2 separate regions of the Mus musculus genome follow, and region 2 is linked to region 1. Evidence: chromatin contacts called from public HiCAR-type data. All regions are on one chromosome and are shown on one strand. Each heading gives the region's core, a stretch centred on a gene start, on an enhancer-like site or on the middle of the called end of the contact. The rest is flanking DNA. Distances are from core to core; before and after follow the strand shown. Region 1 holds the start of Sec23b (SEC23 homolog B, COPII coat complex component). Region 2 holds the start of Nkx2-4 (NK2 homeobox 4).

The links. HiCAR-type assays count read pairs that join an accessible place to other places.
Region 2: a contact with region 1 is called in a HiCAR-type map of astrocytes, with 2.8 times the contacts expected there. The contact joins the promoter of Nkx2-4 here to the promoter of Sec23b in region 1.

Annotation. Positions count from the first base shown.
Region 1 is chr2:144,551,612-144,558,561 of GRCm38.p6, reverse strand. It overlaps Sec23b (SEC23 homolog B, COPII coat complex component), which reads right to left and starts at 2,333. Exons shown (of 20, transcript NM_001252544.1): 1 at 2,238-2,333. It overlaps Gm34292 (a long non-coding RNA gene), which reads left to right and starts at 1,927. Exons shown (of 1, transcript XR_003953925.1): 1 at 1,927-4,187.
Region 2 is chr2:147,079,022-147,086,681 of GRCm38.p6, reverse strand. It overlaps Nkx2-4 (NK2 homeobox 4), which reads left to right and starts at 1,337. Exons shown (of 2, transcript NM_023504.1): 1 at 1,337-1,787; 2 at 2,193-2,806. The coding sequence starts at 1,337. The coding sequence ends at 2,806. Gm34889 (a long non-coding RNA gene) reads right to left here and starts at 1,143. Exons shown (of 4, transcript XR_001783500.2): 1 at 1,060-1,143.

The DNA of each region.
Region 1 (6,950 bases), core at 1,084-3,583:
AGATCCTCATACATCAATCAAGAAAATGCCCCACAGGCCTATCTGATAGGGACATTTATTCAACTGAGGTTCCCTCTTCTAAAATGACCATGGCTTGTGTCAAGTTGGCCAAAAATAAAAAATAAAAAAAAAATAATCAGGCTACTTTCTCAAACCATCTCTGTAGTACTTGAAAAAAGTAGTCAAAAAGGTTAGAGGTTGAACTCCTTGAACATTTGTTAACTTGTATAGTTGGATATCACGAGTAATTATTTATTTGTGATGCTAAGGGTCAAAGGCAGGACCCTGTGCGTGCTAGGCAAACACTCAAGTACTGAGTTACAGTTCTGAGACAAGCCAATTTCAACTATGTGTCGAAAGGTAAGTCTCAAATTCTGTTTCATGATCCAACAACTTTCCTGATTCCCTTCCTTTCTTTATCAATCAAAGTAAATTCTGTATGAAATGCCACATGCCAAGAAACCTTGATTTTTGTTTGTCCCCCCGCCACCCCCACCACATTGCTAACTGTAGAGAACAGAACTGTATGGTGACCTGAGAATCCGGTTATTAACAGGAAGCAGCTTGACACTGAAGCATTTCTAGTGGGCATACCACAACTATGAAAGGAAGTTTGCTTTTGTATTGAGTCTCACCATGTTCTCCTTCCTCACCATGTTTGCTTATGATCATCCTTGAAAGACTCTTTAACAATTAAGTCTTTCAGACGAAGCTTTCAGACTCGGATAGCCCAATGTTGTTAAGCAAATGCATCCTACGTGTGATTGAAAATACATTGACACATGAGTGACTGAAGGTCAACTGAGCAAGCCAATCCGGAAAGCAAAATGAACTGGTCCAGGGGGTAAAGTGCTTGCCACGCAAGTCTGACAGCCTGAGTTAGAGCCTCAGATCCCACAAAAAGATGGAAGGAAAGACCTAAGATCACAAAAGTTGCCTATGAGTGGCTTGACAGGTGCACACACATGCAAATGACATGTTTAAGCAAGTAGACTGTTAAAAAAAGGAAAGCCAGAAAACTGAACTGAAGAAGAAGAAGAAGAAGAAGAAGAAGAAGAAGAAGAAGAAGAAGAAGAAGAAGACGACGACTAAACCTGTGAAATGAGAATGGAAGCATATTCTTGTAATTTCCATATTTGGGAGGCTGAGGCAGAATCAAGAGAGTACAAAGCCTCCTGGGTTACATAGGGATAGATATAGATATATAGATATATCCTGCAAATAATTTGGGTGAGGACAATTTTACATACCCAGAAAAGCAAATTAATTATTCTACCATACAGACTCTATACAACAAAGTCCCAAATGTCTGTTCCAACTGAAACTCTTAACACATCTACTTGTTAGTTCTGGCAAATACAAGAAGATAAAACCCTAACTACACAGAAAGCACTTAGGCGCCTGGGAGCGGGGGTGGGGGTGGGGGGTAGTAAATAAGTCACAGCACATTCTAACATCGCCATTTCCAGCAGTTACTTCAGCAAACCCCATTAAATAATGGTAACCCCTCTATAAAGTTCTTTACGTAAATGTATAAGTCCCCGAGTATCAACATATTAACACCTGCTCCTATTTCCCACTGCCTCCTTTCCTCGATTTATTCTAAACCAGCTTCTTAATCCTAAACACGTAATCCACAGAGGCTTTCAGTGAATTCATGAATCCTCTGACGTTCTATGTATTTTTATTAAATTCTATGTGCTGAGAAAAATGCTCCTATCAAACTCTCAACGAGTAAGGGTATCTGAAGAGGTAAATAGCCGAATGGATGAATGACTGAGTGAATGAAGAGAGAATGAATGAATGAGTGAGTGGATAAAAGAAAGGCATCCAATAAAATATCTTAGCCCCTCTAAGCTCTCCAGGACATAACTTTCCAGGACTTAGTAACCATCTGTAGACACAGTTAAATACCTAATCCTGTACTGAAGATCTGGTTTCTGGTTTCACTTATCACAAAGCAAAACTCAAGGTTTTCATGGGGATTCGGTCCTTCCGGATGTTCGAGTCACCACCACCAACACCCCAATTCCGAGGGCTAAGGAGTCAGAAACCGGCCGTCGGCTCTCAGGCACGGCGCGGACGAGTCACTCTGAGCCGGCTTCTGGGTCATCAACTCTCTCTGATTCTTCCCATAAGCAAGCCCACCTTGCCTCGGCCTGTCTGGCTTCGGCCCTCCTCCTATGCGCCCCTTCACCATTGCAGAGCCAGCCGCTCACCTGTCCGGAGCCACTCACCGGGACTGAACCTTCCGCGCCCCACGGACACCAGAGCTCAACTCCGGCTTCCACCGCCAAGTCCACCTCAGCTCACAGTCGATTGGTCACCGCTCCGAAACGTCATTTCGCGGCGCCATGCTCTAGCCAATCAGAGAGCGCTTCTCTGGCTGACCCGAGAAAGTGAAACAGTCAGAAAAGCTGCGCCTCCATCTTTGAATAGGGCAAGGCTGTGGTTTCTCACCCAACAAACTTTAGAATGTAGAATTCCTCAGGATACATACTTTCTTGAATATATCCTGAAATTTTTCTCCTTCACAGAACCTCGGCGCCTGCGGAACCGTCATCCAAATGCATCCAGCACTCCTCAGGGGACCGCCCTGACACAACATGACGTCTGTTTGCCTCAGGGGGAAGTCCCTCTCATCGCCTAGCTACCGGGAAGCGAGAAGAGGGACGCGTAGCCCGGAGTTGTCCGGAGAGGCCCTCAGCCTGCGGGAAGGGGCTAGGAGGGGACAGAGAGTCTCGGCCGCTAGTTGGTGATCTTTTTGAGCTCAGCAAGTGCGGGTGCGGGTCCTCTCTTCGCGGTACAAAACTTTCCCTTCTCGTTGCTGCTGTGGTTTCTGTGCTCAATAAAAACTGTTTCTGGTGAACATCCTCCTGCCATTCCCCAGCAAGGAAGTGAGTAATTGGGGATGGTCTTATTCAGACACTTAAGGAAACTATCAGAGTCCGTTTTGATGGGTAACACAGCTTTTTCTGTGACCGCCGCAGTCATTTTTACACTTTCTTACAAGTGGCAAAAATAAATAAATAAATAAATAGCAGCAAATTCAGCGAGTGTGTAGTGCCTGCAGCGGCCAGAAGAATCTATTGTGTATCCTCTAACACGGGTGCTAGGAACTGAACTCCAGCAGTATACACATAGCCACTCAACCAACCCTTCATCCCGCCAACTAAAATCTTACAGTTATGCTAAGACATGTTATTCAAAGAGTACCCATTAAATAACCCAGTTTCCTACTAATGCAAACTTTTCTTTAAGACAGAGCCTAGCTGTAGGTTTGGCTGGCCTGGAACTCAGGAAGCCCTGCTTTCTTCTATCTTCCTATGCCTCCTCAATTTAAAAGCACACGCCATCACACCCGGCTAAATCAAACTTTTTGACGTCTATAAATCATAGGGACTTAAGTTTAAATAGGTGGTACTATAAAATATTACTGTTTGCATTACAATCTTTAAAATAAATTTACATTTTCTCATCATCATAAACATAACAATGTTAATGATGGCATGTTTAAAACCTTAAATTATGTTTGGGAAATGCAGTTATCTCTTCCTAAGGTAAAATGTAAAATAAAATATACATGTTCGTTATATCTAACGCTGAAAAAAAGAAGTCGCTTTTTAAATAACAAACACTAATATGATTTTATTTGTCAAATATTTCCCTTTCAATTTTTGGACCTGGATTATTTCTACACTAGTAATTTCTGTAGAGAGGATTTTTTTTTAATTGCATGTTCAAAATATACAAGATTGAATGTCCTTACTTGGGGGAATTTAGAAGTATTTTATTTATATAAGAGAATACTTGCAGGGCAATAGTGGTGCATGCCTTTAATCGAAGCACTCAGGAGGCAGAGTCAAGGAGATGTCTGTGAGTTCCAGGCCAGCCTAGTCTACAGAGTTAATTCCAGGACAGCCAGGGCTACACAGAGAAACCTTGTCACGAAAAACAAAACAAACAAAGTACTTGTTTCTGTAACACAGATCTTTTAATTGGAGAAATATAATAATTTAACTTATTGTGACTCAACGCGGGTAGCAAGATATCCTGTTCTCTCACAGAAACAGATGTAAGTCTTTTCGTTTTCATTCTAGCCAGGCAGACACACTGACATATAAAGAACATACAGCTTTAGTTCTACAGTCTCAGCCCCAGGTCCAAAAAAAAAAAAAAAAAAAAAATCAGAAAGATTAAAGTTTGGTGCACTATAAAAGAAGGCACTGTTCTTCCCCTTTGGTGTGGCAGTCTTATAAATGACCGAGACGGAGAGCACTATAAACTAGATTTGCTGCCATTTCTTACTTAGGAGGTTATCTCTGTAAATTTTAGTTCCCTTAAAGAGATTACCAAATGGCTGGTAAAACAAAATTTCTGGTGGTTGTTACTATCAGTGGGAGGAGAGTAAACTAACCAGCCATGAGTAAACCAGAAAGAAGAACTGAAAATCATTAGAAAGAAAGCTAGAGGGGCAGTGCCCTCTACTTAGCGTCCACCTTCTAGGACCCAAGGGAAAGGAAACAGTTTAGCTTCAACAGCCTGGAACATGCTCTTCAGTGATGTGAACCCAGGTTCTCTCTGGAATCTTAGTGAAAACATGTAGAGCATGGCTAGATGGCTCAGCAGATAAAGATGCTTGCCTCTAGGCCTGTGGACCTGAGGACCATCCCTGGAACCCACATGGCTATTAAAGAAGAGAAACACTTCCACAAAGTTGTCCTTTGATCCTAACACCCATGCCATAGCACATGCACCTTCCACACAAATAAAAATAATAATAGATACAATAAAGTTTTTAAAAGAAATATTATACAAATAAGATATTCCAAACAATTTACTTAACTCACCTGTTAATGAGGAAACCAATAAAGATGTTCAAATTGGTTTTAAGAAAATCTTGGGCTGGTGAGATGGCTCAGTGTGTAAGAGCACCCGATTGATCTTCTGAAGGTCCTGAGTTCAAATCCCAGCAACCACATGGTGGCTCACAACCATCTGTAAGGAGATCTGACTCCCTCTTCTGGAGTGTCTGAAGACAGCTACAGTATACTTACATATAATAAATAAATAAATAAATCTTAAAAAAGAAAGAAAGAAAAATCTCATTTATAAAAACTTATATTCTCTACCACACAGCATTATATGACTTGTTATGGGCATCAGTTTTGTGTGTGTGTGTACCCATCAACTTTCTAAAGTTAATCTCTGTCTCTACCAAGCTGTAAAGTCCAGGTATGAAAGTACACATCCCTCAGATGACATCAGCACATCTCATAAAAAGCCCGTCAATCCATGAGATATAATTTCTCTTGTCTATTTCAAAATGTTTTACAGACTCCCAGCATATTGTAATGGTTAATATTCTCAACTTAGCTGGATTTTAGAACCAACTAGGAAACACCACTATGGATGTATCTAAGATAGCATTTCTTTTTTTTTTTTTAAGATTTATTTATTATTATATGTAAGTACACCGAAGCTGACTTCAGACACACCACAAGAGGGCATCAGATCTCATTACGGGTGGTTGTGAGCACCATGTGGTTGCTGGGATTTACACTCAGGACCTCTGGAAGAACAGTCAGTGCTCTTACCCACTGAGCCATCTCGCCAGCCCTAAGATAGCATTTCTAAACAGGCCTAACTGAAGAAGGAAGACCTACCATCTCCTATGTTGGGGGTCCAGGCTGAATAAAGTGAGGAAAGGAGGTGGCCAGATGAGTATTGGTTTTCCCTTTCTCTGTGGCTGACACTATAGACTAAGCCATCCTGCCTCCATGTCTTTCACGGCATATAGACTCTGAACTGTGAGCCCTCATGCCTTTCCACTATGATAGACTATGTTTCTCTAAACTGGGAGCTAAAGTACGCCCTTCATCCCCCAAGTTGCTTTCTGTCAGACGTTTTCTCACAGCAACAATAAAAGTCTACACAGAACAATATTGTACTGAGAAGTGAGTTGGTTCCGTGAGGAACATGATCAGTGTAGTTCCTGGGCCTTTCTGAACTGTTTACGGGACAATGTTAAAAGAATATGAAGCTGTAGGCTGGAGATTAGAGAGCTATAGGCAGAGATGAATGGACCGTCCAATGAGACTTTTGGAAAGTTGGAATGCCAATAGAAACATGAACAACAAAAGGTCTGCTTATGACGTTTCAGATGGGAGCAAAAACTGCTGAGAAATGAGGTCATTGGTGTGAGAGTCTGGCAAAGACCATTCATGGCTGTGTTCTCACTGTGTCCCGAAAACTCAACTGAACCAAATTCAATAGGGGCCATCTATCGGTCCACAATGTCACATGAACAGTTAATACCAAGTTCTGCTGCCACTCAGATGCAGGCAGGCCCTGGTGAGCCATGGATGTCATGGCTTCTGCATGCCTTCAACGATGGAACTGGGAACCCATGTTCCTTGGCCAGGTGTGGATGAAGAAGTTTCAAATGAGTATGACATTACATCTAGGCTGAGGCATGGCTATTGTTATCACATTTATTGTGGCTTATGATAGATTTTTAGCAGGAGGAAGTAAAAATGCAGTATAGGATGAATGAGAACACGAAAATGTTAAAAGATGCAGATTAGGGAGAGAGGGAGAAAGCAGCTTTAATTAAAAAGAGATTGACACCATTAATGGAAAACTTCCACACTGGGGCAGTAAGAAATGTGCCCGGAGGATCAGACTCCACCCATTAGGGTTTCGACTCCTAAAAGGACAAATGTGTTTAAAAGGAGAGAATGCCTCCACCCCTCTCAAGGGTTTACTGCTGGAACATGGCACCATGGCTCACCAGGGTCTGCCTGCATTCGTGTGGCACCAGAACTTGGTGTTAATTGTTCATGTGATGTTGTCCTTGCAAGCATGCCAAATATGAGTAAGAGGGATTTGCTAGGCACATTGGCATATAAGGTAAGTTGATGTCTGTGAGTTCAAAACCAGCCCAGCAT
Region 2 (7,660 bases), core at 88-2,587, 2.5 Mb before region 1:
TACTGGTACCTGCACACTTCTTTGTCTTTTGTCTTGCACTTACTGTAAGTTCATAAAGTATAAGTTCTTTGTTATGCAGGAACATTTGTATACCAAGAAACGAATTTTTTTTTTTAAAAAATCAGCTTATGGGTTTGAATTTTTTCAAGAGAGCTGTCGTTTTAACCTGCTTTCTGCATCCACATCAACGTTGATACTTTTTAAACAGGTTATTTTCCCAACACCACCAAAAAGATCCATTACAAACAAGTAGACATACTTGAATTCTCTCTCTCTCTCTTTCTCTCTCTCTCTCTCTCTCCCTCCCTCCCTCCATCTTTCCCTCCCTCCCCCTCCCTTCCCTCTTTTTCTCTTTCCCTCATTCTCTCATATCAGGATAGTGACAGAAGAATAAACCCTAAGTCAGATTCTGGGGATGAGGACAAAGAAAATATAGCGGTAATGAAGGTGCAAATTAAATATGAAACTTTTTTAGCAAATACACTTCATCTTGTTCAGTTTCTACCCTGAGAGTAGGAGCACCATACTTACAAGTCAGCATCTCTCTCTCTGCGTGCTGTACCTCTTCTTTGGATTTGTATACTTTGAGCTAATTTGGAAGTGTCCGTTAGGTTGCCTACAAAATGACGCTTTAAAGGATCTAACGATGCATAAATTAGAGAGCCCTACAATGGCAGAGGACGGTCATTGTACCTCTCCTCTTTATGTGCTCTTATGGTGGGACCCAAGAGCCCCCTTTATTTTTAACACTTTAGATGATGGAGCCAGTGAGGGGCTGATAGCTAGAAAGGAAGAGAGCCCTGAAAAGCATCCCCCTCCCAAACTTAACAGCTGTTTGTCCTCCCCCCCCCACACACACACCCACCCCTCGACGTTCTACTGAACTTTGCCACAAAGTCACTTTAGGAAAACTCACAGTCTGCATGAAACAAGCGTGGCTCTTTCAGTGGCCTCTGAGTTTTTATTTCTCTAGGGCTAAAGGTAACCCGGATAGAAGCGCGAAGGATGGAGCTAGAAAGGGGGGCAATCTTTTCCAGAAACACCCAACTGGCCCTTTACCTTTTTTTGCCTCCGTTATCTGGAAGGGGGGTGAGAGAAAAAGATGTCAATGACCATTGTTTGCTCGTTGGGGATGTTGCTCCGCCCCCCGAGTCTGTCGTAAACCTGGCACTGGACTAAAATAAACCCGAGATCCCGCAGCTCGGGGGCTCGCCGCGCCGCGGACAGCTCTCCACTGGCGCTGCCGCCGGGCCGAAGTGGCGGCGGCGGCGACGAGCGGCCGCCGCGTCCCGCCCGCGCCCGCCCCGGGCCCCCCTACCTGGCCGTCCGCCGAGCCATGTCGTTGAGCCCCAAGCACACGACGCCCTTCTCCGTTTCCGACATCCTGAGCCCCATCGAGGAGACCTACAAGAAGTTCGGCGGCGTCATGGACGGTGCGCCGCCCGGCCTGGGGGCGCCCCTGGGGGCCGCTGCCTACCGCGCGCCACCGAGCGGCCCCTCCTCGCAGGCGGCGGCCGTGGCGGCGGGCATGCAGCCGCCCCACGCCATGGCCGGACACAACGCGGCGGCGGCAGCAGCGGCGGCAGCGGCGGCGGCCGCGGCGGCCGCCACCTACCACATGCCTCCCGGCGTCTCGCAGTTCCCGCACAGCGCCATGGGCAGCTACTGCAACGGCGGCCTGGGCAACATGGGTGAGCTGCCCGCCTACACGGACGGCATGCGGGGCGGCGCGGCGGCCGCGGCCACCGGCTGGTACGGCGCCAACACGGACCCGCGCTACTCGTCAAGTGAGCGGGGCCAGACGCGCGGGACTGAGGGCGGGCTGGCGGCGCGGGCTTTTCCCGCCACAGCCGGGGCGCGAGGGTGCTGGCGTCCTGGTCAGCGGCGCCCGAGGGTCGACGCGCGGGGGGTCCTGGCACGCGGCCTCGGGCTCGCGAGGGGTTCTGGGGCCAGGCTGGGGACGCGCGGGGCGGCCCGGGACTCGCGGGGTTTCTCGGGAACCTCCTGGGGCGCACGGGGGTCACCGGGCCCCCGGGTGCGCGGAGGGAGTGGGGCTCGGGCCGCGGCGCTCGTGGGACGCCGCGACCCAGTCGGGGGCCCCGTGCCGTCACTTAAAACGAGCGGGGCGTCGGCGGGAACGGTTCTCGCAGGCCCGGGGCTCACCGGCCGTCCTTCTTGGGCCCCCTCCCCAGTCTCCAGGTTCATGGGGCCGTCGGCGGGCGTGAACGTGGCCGGCATGGGTTCGCTGACCGGCATCGCGGACGCCGCCAAGTCGCTGGCACCGCTGCACGCGGCCGCGCCGCGAAGGAAGCGCCGAGTGCTCTTCTCGCAAGCGCAGGTCTACGAGCTGGAGCGGCGCTTCAAGCAGCAGAAGTACCTGTCGGCGCCCGAGCGCGAGCACCTGGCCAGCATGATCCACCTGACGCCCACGCAGGTCAAGATCTGGTTCCAGAACCATCGCTACAAGATGAAGAGGCAGGCCAAGGACAAGGCGGCGCAGCAGCTGCAACAGGAGGGCGGCCTGGGCCCCCCGCCGCCTCCGCCGCCGCCGTCGCCGCGCCGCGTGGCGGTACCGGTGCTGGTGAAGGACGGCAAGCCGTGCCAGAACGGCGCGGGCACCCCGACGCCTGGCCAGGGAGGCCAGCAGCCGCAAGCCCCGACGCCCGCGCCAGAGCTCGAGGAGCTGTCGCCCAGCCCGCCCGCTCTGCATGGTCCCGGGGGCGGCTTAGCGGCCCTGGACGCGGCCACCGGGGACTACGGCGGAGGCGTGCTCGGCGCCAACCTGCTCTATGGCAGAACGTGGTGATGAGCCCCGAGGGTCTGCCTGCGACTCGCAGGATCCGCCAAGAAACTGCAAGAACGGATGGGGGAAATGTACAGATGCTGACCCTTTAGTGCATGGAGATAAGAACGAATGAGTCACGGAGAGGGTCAGGCTGCTCTGAACCTCTTTACTGGGGGTGGGAGAAGGCAACAGCCCCGGACCGAATAATGTGACACCACACTCTGAGGTGGTGATTTCCCTTCTTTCAGAAGTTCCTAAGTTATGCGGAAGAACTGACTGACGGAATACGCATTCACCACGTTCCTAACCAAAGCTCTCAAGAGTTTTAGAAGTCGGAAACTTTGTTGGTGTTTGTATCTCTATAAATCAACCAGCTTTTCACGATGAATCCTTGAAGTGGAATTTATTTTGGGAGATTAATTTGCAAAGCCCCTCCCCTAAGTGCAATTTCGTTAATGCTTGATTGAAAGTAAATTGAATTGTAGCCCAAAGTGGATCATATACACAGCAACGTGATTGCTGAGGAATAACTGCCATTTGGGTAAAATAGAGAAATGGAATAAAAAGAATCGAAACACTAAGTATACGGATTGTTACCGTTTTTACATTTAAATGCTGATTTTAAAATATTTTGTTCATTATTAGGCAACCAAGTAATTGTATATTATCCTAGAAGAGTACAACCCCCATCCCGACCCCAACCCAAGATGCAGCTCATTATTTTTTAAAAAGGGTTATAAAATACTTTTTATATAGAATCTGGCCTTTCCAAATCAGCTGATAAACATACCCTTTTATCCTATAAACATGGTATTTATTTTCTTTAAAGTATTTTTACCTGAATTTGGACTCCTTGGCAAAGTACTAGAACAAACAAGTAAAACTGACACTATTACCACCAATCTACTTCAAAGCAAGTTAAAAAGAATAAAGGTGATTTATTGAATTGTTATCATAATATACAGAAAAAGTAAGATAATTATACGTTTCCATCATATTTAGAACGTAGTTGTTGCACCAATTTTATCGGTGTTTTATTGTAAAATAAATATATTTACTCTATTATGCCAATTAATATTTTCAGCATTTCAAATGAATATTTAAATATAACTTTAAAAGGCCTTAAGTACTTTTGCTAAAAGTCAAGAGGTCATTTCTTTTTAAGGGTTGTAGGGATTTTTTTTCCTTTTTTCCTTTTGGCGAGTGTGGCAACACAGCTCTTTAATCATTAAAATAGTCATATTGGAGGAAATAGAACCGACTGAATAGTGTGAACTTATAGGACTAATGGAAGTTAAAGAAATAATATGCGCAAAGCATGCTTCCAAAGAATCAAAGCAGATGGTCACCAGAGATACCAAACCTCTTCTGCATTTCTATGTTTTAGAACAAACCTGAGTGCGAAACACTATTTCCTCTCATGGTTTGAACATTTTTCTGGAAAGTTCAAAGGGACTGCATAGAAAGGTACATAGAAGTCAAACTTGCACTTTCTCCAAAATGTATTTTATAAAGTAAATTCTCTCTCTCTCTCTCTCTCTCTCTCTTTTTCTCCATCTAAATTAACTCCAGTTCCTTTCAAGGCAAGAAAAGGGAGGGGGCATGGGGCAAAGAGATTTGTCTTTTATCAAACCACCGTTGTGCATTTTTGGAGAGTGAGATTTAATTTTAAAAGCATTTAATAAAAATCTCAGTAGACAAAATAGTTTAAAATGGTGTGATAAACATACAGAAAATTCTCCCAGGTTGAGTTTTTGCATTATGTAGTAGATTGACTTCAGAAATCAGTATTAATCTTTGCTGGTAAAGCTATTACTGATGTGCTGTAGTTCAAAGTGCTTTGTTTTCATCTGTTTGACTACACTACCTCTAGCACATGTTTTAAAAATTCACACCATTTGCAATAATTTTTTTTAACAGGCCATCACTTACAAAACCAATAGCTTTATAGTCCATGGGCATGCAATGATACCCTTAAGAAAAATAAACCTATAAGAGTTCTACACACACGTGCACACACACGCACACACACACACACCCGTAGCTTATTTCCAGACAAAGAATCCTTTAAATTAAATGAACTCTATTGGAAATAATGTCACCAGAAGCAAACAATCATTTTCCATTTGCTATTTTCTGAAAGTACATGTACTGTAGCCATATCTTTTTCCATTCAGCATTTCTTAAGTAGGAAAAAAACAAAACAAAACAAAAACAAAAACCAAGCTTGAGGTAATTGCTGCAGAGGGCTTAACATTCTACACCCAGAGACTTACTGAGCACGCCCCATAGGAAAAGGTTCGATTCCTGAAACATTAAAAGAAATGTTTTTTACTATAGAATTCCACTTTCTGATTAATGCAAAGCAAAAGCCTTTTCCTTCTTTTGCAGTTGGTGCTTCACAGATCCTTTATAAAAATACAAACGGCTAGACTAGGTGAAACTCATTAACTGAAGAGGAGGATAAGTGTCTCCACAGCCAAGAGGGAGAACTGGAGCAGGGGCTGGGTGGAACAAAGCCCTCTCAAAGTTTAGCAGAGGCCATAGCAAAACCGGGTTTCAGAAATGCTAACTCTGCAGATGTGACATTTTGCAGTACATTTTGGCGTCTAGCATCTTTTCTAGTGGAGGAATAGAAACCAAAATGCAGAATGAAAGTTGCAGAGGGTAACAGCAGGGATTGCAGGTACTTCCCTGTAATCTTCATTAGAATGCAAATTAAAGTATGGGAGTGCGTGCAAATTTGAAGGACACAAGAAGGATGTTTTGTATACGCAAGGGTAAGAGTGTAACCCAGTTGTCCTATTTAAGGCTTTGCTTAGAACTACAATCTAAAGGTCAGAACAAATAGTTAACACAAATATGTTCAAACTCCATTCTGCTAGTAGCTGTTTACTTTCAATTTAAAGCAAATCAGAGACTCAATTCTGTTCACTCAATACAAATATCTTACATAGGCTTGCTTTATTAGCTGCACTGAACAGTAATGCTTCTAAAAATGAATTTGGGTCCATAATTTTATTAAAAAGCATATAGATTTGATTTTAGATGAGTTTGCACATATGAGAAAGTAATGCATTATGTGGTAGCAATATAAATTCCAGTTCAGATACAAAGCACAGATATTTTCTTGCCATTTAGTGCCACAGTATCATGGTGGACCTCTGAATGTTAATTAAATTTAGTTTTTTTTTGAAACACTGTGAATGCTATCCTCAGGCCCAGCAAGCCAGAGAACTGATACATTTATAAAACATAAGCAGCCCTTTTATGGCTAGTGAGAACTGATGAGTAGCTATCTGGAGAAATTTCAAGGATACCCAGACTGGGGAACCATTTGCACAAGTCACCTAGTGCTCCTCTATCCAGTAAGTGTGGAGAGTTCTTTTTGGTCTCCAGGTTAAGTTTTCTAAATTTAATGGTGATGAAAGTTTCTGGCATAAGGGTTTTAGTTTTGCTCAGTTTTGCTTTAGATAATTTATCTGTAATGAAGTGAAACTTTTTTTTTAATCTATGTAACTTCAGTAATTGTTTAGGTAACTTCTAATAAAAAACCTGTTAAGCTGTATAAGCTTAAAGTGCACAATTTCACAGTAGTGCCATTTTATACATACAAATTAAGGCATGCCATCTTTTTTTCTCCAATTCTGGAAGTAGGGTAAAGAAAAACAGCCACAGAACATCTGTTGGAATTAATGATGAATGGACGAAGCATATTTCAAGAATGGGCCACTTGTTACTTTGTTAGTTCCTTGACCTTTTTCCTGGTTAGAAATAGAGGACAGAGTCACCAGGAATACAGCATCTTAGTTTTCTGACCAAGCGTGGGCAGAAGTCTTGAGAATCAAGGCAGAGTTGCAAAGTCACCCTGTGGCCTTTAATTGTGGATAGATTGACTCTCGAGAATGTCTAGATTTTAGATTTCTAGGCACAGCTAAATTTGGTTACAGTCAAAACTTCGAATTTTAAGCAGGAACCTGGTGGGGTGGGGCCAGTGTTTCTGACTTTCTTACAGGTTCAGCGTGTTTCCTTGCCTGGAGAATTGTAAATATGCAGACTGCGGTACTGCATCCAGGGAGTGGAGAAAGGATGCTACAATGCCCCCAAGATTGAAGGTCTGAGATTCCACACACTCACTCTACTTCCACATCTATCTGTCTGTTCCTGGGTAGGCTGTGAGGCTTCTGAATCCTAGGCTTAGGGGAGACACTGGGCCAATTGCCTCAGCCTCCAGATTCCACAGGGAGGCGAATCGGGACACAGCCCAACCTTCACTATGAGGGGCAGCTCAAGCTCACCCTCAATATCCCTGCCAGCCCTGTGCTCCCAGGCAGCTCAGCCTCAGCTGCAAAGTCCTTGTGCATCCCAAACCTTCATCCTAGCCAAATCCCTGAGCATCTGACCTCCATCTAGAAAGGATTCCTACCCAACACCCAGCTCTGTTATATCCCAGGTCTTTGCACAAATAAATAAATAAATAACCTACAGGTCATTACATCCTATTTGCCTTTGAAAAGCTTAATGGCAGTCAATAACTATTTGCAGAAGGTTTTATACTTTCACATCACCCCTGTGGGGCTCTAGAGCTAAGAAGGTTGCTTTTTCCTTACTAGGTCCTCTCAGCATGTCTTCAGGTACTGACTTAAAACAATTCAGTGAGAACCCCTGAAAAAAGATGCCCCAAAGGTAACATAATGGAATACAAGTAGCAAAACTAGCCTGTTGCCTGTAACACTAAAACTTGAGGGAACATTTACATCTGTAAATATCCTTGAAAGCTTTAAACAGCACTTTACTGAAGTAACAGCAGTTTTCTCTTCTAACACTAAGAGATGGCAGAAGAAGAGAATCTAAGGGTTCAGGAGCTAAGCAGGT